Linked DNA regions of Mus musculus: region 2 is linked to region 1. The links are chromatin contacts, called in public Hi-C maps. All regions are on one chromosome and are shown on one strand. The core of a region is the stretch at or near the end of the contact, and the rest is flanking DNA. Distances in the headings are between cores, read along the strand shown.

The links. A called contact is a pair of places that touch in the nucleus more often than the background predicts.
Region 2: a Hi-C map of uterus shows a contact between it and region 1. A contact is called at or near these places in 3 of 484 Hi-C or Micro-C datasets (nephron progenitors and uterus), 1 of 130 datasets of targeted methods (embryonic stem cells) and 1 of 9 other capture datasets (embryonic stem cells).

The regions. Positions count from the first base shown.
Region 1 is chr19:23,398,493-23,402,255 of GRCm38.p6, forward strand. All of the region lies in intron 2 of Mamdc2 (MAM domain containing 2), which reads right to left. Among named protein-coding and RNA genes, the nearest start is that of Mamdc2, 48 kb to the right of the region's middle.
Region 2 is chr19:23,488,402-23,492,264 of GRCm38.p6, forward strand. No RefSeq gene overlaps it. Among named protein-coding and RNA genes, the nearest start is that of Gm34012, 6.4 kb to the right of the region's middle.

The DNA.
Region 1 (3,763 bases), core at 934-3,433:
AAGAGTTTCACAGGCTATGTAGCCCTTTCATCTGTTGTTTTGATTGTAGAATAAGAAATATTTAAGAAGGAAAATCTGAGATGGGAACTGCTTTCTAGAAAATCAGTTCAAAGCAGACAGCATCAAATAAAACAAAAGTTGGAAGGTCTCATAGATAAAAACACTTTGAAATAAGGATGCTGTGTTACTGTTAAGTGGCTGAGGATACAATAAGAATATACAGGGAGAGAACTGCTGAGATAAAAATCAGTTCTCATACATGAAAAGAACACTTCTCTTTCTCTTTCCATTTTCCAAAGTTGCTCATAATGGCCATTCTGATTTTACTCACAGGAGTAAATGTCCTTTGATTCCATTGTTAATTCTAAAGATGTGTGTGTATGTGTGTGTATGTGTGTGTGTGTGTGTGTGTGTGTGTGTGTGTGATGTCCAGGGTCTCACCTATACCAGATAAGTGCTCTGCCACTGAGAGACAGTCCAGCTCAAGCTAACTTAACCTTTTGAAGACGTTAGGAGCTAAAAGGAGCATTGAAATGGAAGTTTTAGTGAAGAGAGCATCTCCTAGAGTATTGTCGCTTCGTTTTTTGTTGCTAACTTTTTCAACATTCCTTTTTTGGGGGAAAGGAGAAGGCATTTACTAAAAAGTTCTGATTTGCAGGTGGCATTGTGTTGTGAGAGCTGAAAGTGGAGCAGGTAGAGGAAATTGCTTTTTAAGCTTGCAGGTCTGGATGAGCAGGGGAATGGGACTCTCCAAAGAAAAATAACTTCCATGATTGGCACTGTTTCCTAACCGGCCCTTCAGCAGCAATCATTCTAGGAGTAGTCCCAAACCTGTGCTGAGGGGCTCGTGCATCTCTCTAGACTTAAGGCTGCCAGAGCTCTTAATTTTCTTTTCAGATACGGAGAAGCCCGGCCACTTCTCTGAATTCTTAGATGAAAAGACAGGGCTTAAGGAAGGGAGGAAAATGTGCCCCAGTAACTTAAGAGAGCTATGAAGTCAGGGACACTCCAACTCAGAAATGACTGAGGCGGTCAAACCATGAACACCTGGGGCATTTGACAGGAGAGCACACTTACGTTTAAATATGGTAATTACTGACTTTCCCAGGAAACTCAGAGTAGAAGTAGGAACTTGGATTTTGACATTCTTCCTTCTCTTCCTCTTTCCTTTTTCATTTTTTAAAATAATGTAATTCCTACATATTTCTGCAGTTTGCTTAGGGTTACTGCCAACACTAGCCTTTTTGTGAATTTAGCAACAGTTATTTAAAGTAGCCATGACCCTGTCCAAATCTTTACATCACAGCACTTCCTTGGCTAAATCAAAGGGGAAGATGGAAGGCTCTATAAGCCTATCGCCCTTTGCATTTAGCCTTTCCTTTGGGCTTCGGCCATGCCTGTCTTCTGGATTTCCCCAGACCTAGGGAATGTGACAGATGTGAAATTGGAAAGAGGAAAATCCCCTGGCACAGGAAGACTGACTAATGGGTAAGTATAAGGTGAATCCTTGGGCATTCCCTGGAGGAGCCATAATGAGTCTTCAAAGAAGGAGAATATATGAAATACTGTCTTCTGGATTGGGCCCAAGGCTAGCTCCTTGGATAAGTATGGGGCTTCCTTCCAATTTGCTCAGGCTATTTACACATTTCTGAATCACTTTGAACAACGATATCTTAAGGTGACCAAGAGCCTTGAGAGGACTAAAGCAGAAGTCATTGTTTTTAAAGGTGCTTGGACCTTATTGATCTTCAGGAAGGGTAGGTGCAACCCTCACGCCTTTATTGTAGATAAATCCACAAGTTAGAACACTAGGGCTTTTTAATGTAATAAATATGCTTTGGTGTATGGAAAATGGAAATAAGATCAAGGGATCTTTGGAGAAAGATGTTTCACCAGGAAGATTTGAATTCAGATCCTAGGACCCATGTAATCCTAGTTTGGGGTGGAAGAGGAGTGTATGTACTTAAAGTGATTGTTAAAAATTAGATGATTCCCTGCTTTTTTTTTTTTTTAAATAGAAATTAGACCTGATTTAGAGTTAAAAAACCTTCCTGACTATTTAGAAACTTTGCAAGATTTTCCATTCCTCGATGTTAAATCTGCATCTGGCCACAAGCTACAGTTTAGCTTTTGGCCTCCAAGTCATGGATTGGCAGTGATACAGGGAAACCCAGGGAACGGACTGTGTAAACAAACAATCTTCCCAAATGCTCATGCAATCCAACGGAGTCTGCAAGCTTCTCTGCCGCTTTGTGCTGAATAAAATGAAAGGAGCAGGAGAGGGGACGGGATAGAGGTTGTAGGGAGAAGTGGAGAGGGGGATCCCTGGCAATAGAGAGATGCCTAAGTAGATTATATTATTGACTCTTAGTTGACTACTAAAAAGAATGAGGTGATCATATATAGAACTTAGAGATATGCCATATGCATGAGTGTGGATATGTACTTTTCACTACGGCATATAAAGGCTATAGTGTACATTTACAAATTATACAACTAGGAGTCTATGCTTTTATGCATATTGAGCAGTTGAGGGAAATATCATTCACCTCAAAGGAATGGAAACAGGACAAAGAAGCCTGTCAACTCATCTGTGCATACTCACACTTTACTTGAGTTTTTATAGGTTTTTGACTGGCCATTTAAAATAACCAACTTTTAAAACACACACACACACACACACACACACACACACACACACACACACACATCCTCTCCTGAAATCACATACAATAATAAATATAATAAATAGTGAGGCCGCTAAAAGCCTAGCTTATTTACAGAGTAGTACTGACCTAGCATGTGTGAGGCCTACAGTTTAATTTTCATCCCTACAGGAAAAAAACAAGACAAGGAAATCCAAACAAACAGAACTCCAATCGCTACAGGATATCCAAGCCCTAAACAGGACCTTGAGGAAATACTCTTCACCTTTCTGCCTTGCAGAATGAATGTTGAGTTTAAAATGCTTCTGCAAAATAAATATGGGGTAAATATGAGTGACATTGGCAATAAGGCTCACAATTACATAACGCAGGGCACTAGGGAACTCTGTCTGTAGACAGACTTTGCTTCAGTTTTAATCCTCCGAAGCTGCACAGATTCCCACTCTGGCAGACCAAGGGCAGGTGCACTTAGCTTGTGTCCTCTGGTAGAGGCTGGAGACACACTGCCTCATGACTCCCTCAAGATTGCCCAGTGAGCTGTGAAGTTCCCAGGAAGTCCTCCGAAACTCACCCATCCTCGTGGCCATGCTGGCTCTCCGGTTTGTAAAGGACAGATTTATTATGACAACTGAGAGTAAACAAGTAGCCATTTTCTTGTCAAAATCTCAGAAGGGGCCATAAAATGTGCAGCTCACGAGCAATTAGTCAAGTGCTCAGAAACAACCGGCTGAGCCTGAGCAAAGAGGAAAACCCGTGGCTTTGATCCATAACCCCTCAGCAGACCACCCACACTGCGCGCTCAAGAACCATGTGTGCTCATCAACAGCACAATAAGATCTGCAATTCTCCGGCTGTTTATATTCATGACACTCTGTTGGGTGCTCTCTCAGCGGGAGAGAGGAATACTTAATGTCATTCTTATAGCTGGTTGGAATGTGTTATGCATTTGTTCTTTGAATGAGGCCTTTGAGAGCTTCTGTGTCTCTCTACACCACATCCATGTGTCCAGAGTAACTGTCTGAGCCAGCAGGGTTTGTGTTTTCTCTAAGTCTACTTGTTAGGGAGGGTGAGTGGGCCGGTGGTCACCTGCTTGTGGC
Region 2 (3,863 bases), core at 305-2,804, 89 kb after region 1:
CCCAGACTGGAGGAAGAGACCAAGAGAAGAGAAATGAAGAGAATAGAAGACACCCTGGGGTAGGTGAATCATGAGAGCAGAGCCATGAGGGTCAGACAGTTGGAGTAGGAGTGGCCCAGGCAGAAGTGGCAAGTGATATCATGGAGTTCGTGACAGGGAAGTAGAAGAAATATCTTAGAGGGTTGATATCTGCCCAGCTCTAATGCTTTAAGCCTTATAAAACCTTATATTATAAATATAAAGGTTTTGTGTCTTTTATTTGGGAACTGAATGATCAAAGGTGAGGTATAAACTCCCAATTAATATTTACCACAACAATAGAGTAATTGTTTAGCATGTGGAAGGCCCTGAACTCAGTGCCCAGCACCACACACACAGAGATACATGTACACAAATACATACCCCGCGATACACGCACATGAAGACACACAGACTATATTCATATTTTTTTATCATGGTTTCAATCTGTTCCCATTATAAAATTATTTTAAAAATACTAAAACAACATTCAAAGTATATAGATATGGATATGTCTTATCAATGATTAAAATTAAACAAAATATTTTTTATGTTTCTGAAATTTATTTTTCAGAGATATTCAAATTATATATTAAAGTTAAGTCAGTATACATTCAAGTTATTAATCTAAAATATTAAAGTATTGAAATGATTCTGGAATTAAAATAATTTGTCTTTATATAAATTCACTGTCTTAATAAATATATAAGTATCTTTAACTTTAACCTATTCAGAATCCTAGGACTCAGCATCTATATTGTTGGTGAGGTATAGAGTGCATGACATTATATTCATTTTATGACCACATCTACATGCACACAAACATAACAGAAATTCTTAAACTATTCCCCAGCATTCTTCAGCTGCTATGTTGAACTATTTTATGTGTACTACAGTAATTTTATATATACTTTGGGTGAAACATATTGAAACAAGAGAAGCAAGAAACTCAATGGTTGAGGGCTGATGAGGTGGGTTAGCAGTTAAGAGCTCTCGTTCTTGCAGAGGACCTGAGTTCAGTCCCCAGCACTTATACAGATGCTCACAATCATCTGAAACTACACTTCCAGGGGATTCAACAGTTTCTTCTTAACACACATATATACACACACAAATACATACATACGTGAATGCAGACAAGAGATATGTACACATAAATAACTAAATTAAATACATCTAGAAAATAAAGAAAATAATCATTTGGTGCTACTGAGAAATGATCAATAAAAGTTTATTATATTCCAGATACTTGACAGGAAGAATTTGGCCTGCTCACTACTTTGTCTTGACTTCTAATGTTCAAATACTCCCAATATGCCATAGTGTCTGTCTCTGCAATTATCACCCCAACAGCATTCAGAGAAGGACAATTTGCAGCTCTCCGACTCAGGAACACAAGGCAAGAGATACAGAGAGGCATCTGCTGCATCCTGGATGGGGTAAGTCACAAGAGCACGTTTGGTTATGGATCTTGCTGAGTCAGTGCTGAGCGTCAGCCAGGAGGCACCGCTGCCATGTGCTCCCAATCAATTCACGTGTTTGAATGCTCTGTTGCTCTACAGTGTGAGACCCAGACAGGGCCTCACTTGCCCACACTTCTCGGCAGCTATCAGTGGCTAAAATAAGCTCTCAACCACAACTGGGGAAAGATTGCTCAATTGTAAAACATCTAATGCCGGAGAGTCCGCTGCCTGCTGCAATAAGTAATTTGGACTGTTATAATAATAAACATATACTCTGCACCATAACTTGCAACTCAACAAAATAGTCTGAATCCCCCAGTTAGTTTTATTTCATTTTATTAAATTTGGCCAGCGTGCAATGACACGTGTTTTGCTGCCACATTCATGTGTGAATTATGATGTTGTGTTCTTGTTACAATTTTTAGTCTTTGGAAGACCCTAGAGTGGGTAGCCTGGTTTGCATCCCTGCCGACAGGGTATAAATTTCTTTCCTCACCTTTTTGCCAGTATTTATTTTCTTTGCGATTCTCTGAATTTTGTGGGAATCTATTGCGACACCCTCATTTATATTCAATTTCCCAAATTGACCTTTTTCTTTTTCCTTTGATTATATTGGGTAGGGACTTGTAAATCTTGTTTGTTTGGTTTTTTTTTTTTTTTTTTTCTTCAAAGAACTAGCACTTTGACCTGTGTATTGCTCTTTTAGCTTCTATTTCACTGATTTATGTGGTGACTCTTGTCTGATCTTTGTTATTTCTTGCTAGCTACTGCTTTGGGGTTTGTCTTCTTCTGTTTTCCGGGTCTCTCTTTTTTTTTTTTTTTTTTTGTCCTTTTCTCCTCTTCTCTAAGACGAGGTTCACAGTAGTTCATTTATTTGATGTCATAAGCTTTCCTCTTAGTCTTGCCCTAGATGTACTGTGCATGAACTGCTAAGTTTTGTGTTCATTTTCATTTGGTTCATTCGTAGTCCCCCGACCCCCCCCCTCCAGTTTCTTCACTGATGAGCTGCCAGCCCTCCAACATCATGCTGTTCAGATTCTGCCAGGCACTCCAGTGAAGTCTGCTTGACAGGCTGAGAAGCCTGGGAGCACTCACGAGGAAAAGAGTTTCACAGAAACTCACCTCCTGGAGCTTTGGCGTTCTCATTAACCCGTATACTCATACCCTATCCCTGCATTAGTCTGGTGTATGGATCCACGTGCTCTCTTTTAGTATTATCTTATTATAAGTGCCTTTTAAGATTGAATTCTGACACATGTAAGCCCTCGCCAGTGTTCCAAGGTTCCAGAAGCCTACAAGCTTGGAATCCTGTAAGAATGCAGTAAGGAAGTTACCTATTCAGTAACTAATTAAGCCAAAGCAGCTCAAAGCTGGTCTGTAGAGTGTTTACCATGAAAGAGCCAGGGAATCCCACTGAGATAGAAATCTTCAGTACAGGCTACATTGCATATTAGAAGCAAGTTGGTGAATTCTTCTGACAAATGGAGATTCTCCAGATACTTAAAAGTTATACTCATATAAGAATCTAACAAGGCCTAGGAAATAGGGGGGCATTCTGCTTAGAGCAGAACCCCCTGGTGCTAGCCTTCACAAGGCTCAAAGGAGTAGCATTAGGGTGTGAAATCCTTACCTGTCATTAAGCTGACCCTATGCAGGACGGCTTTATCTTTACTGTAAACATTTACCTGGTTCCTGTAAGTCCCTTTGTAGTCACTCCTTTGTTTTGTGTCAGGCAACTTCAATGTACTTTGCCTGCTGTGACTTCCTACCCCTTTTATTTTCTGTACTATATAAGACTGGTGTTCACTTTGTGACAAGACATTCAGGTTCTACACAATCTCTCCTGTTGGTCTGTCTGTCACCCACCGACTCCTTGCCCATCTGCACCCAGAGACCAGTTCCATGCAGACAAAGGGACCCAGAGGGTCTGCAGCAAGATTCCAAGTGTTTGTGTAGCTCTTGTGATTTCTCTCACTTTTGTGATTTCTAGTTTTATTTTACTGTGATCTGATAAGAGTTAAGTTATTTCAATTGTTTCATATTTTTAAGACTTGATTTGGGACCTAGACTATGATCCGTCTTAGAGAGGGGCCCATGGGCTTCTGGGAAGGATATGCTCAGCACCTTTTTCTAAACATGGGGCAGCAAGACTGCTGTTAGATGAAAAGGAGACAATGGAGGTGGGTCTTGGGGCTGCCTTGGCTCTAGCTGTGGAGTTCATTAGTGGAAAGTACTGTAAGGTGCAGTAGTTGGAGGAAAATGGCCCCCAGAGACTCAGACAATGGCATTAATAGAAGGTGTGGCCTTGTTGAAGTAGGTGTGGCATTCTTGGAGGAAGTATGTCATTGGGGGTAGGCTTTGAGGCCTCAGATACTCAAGGCA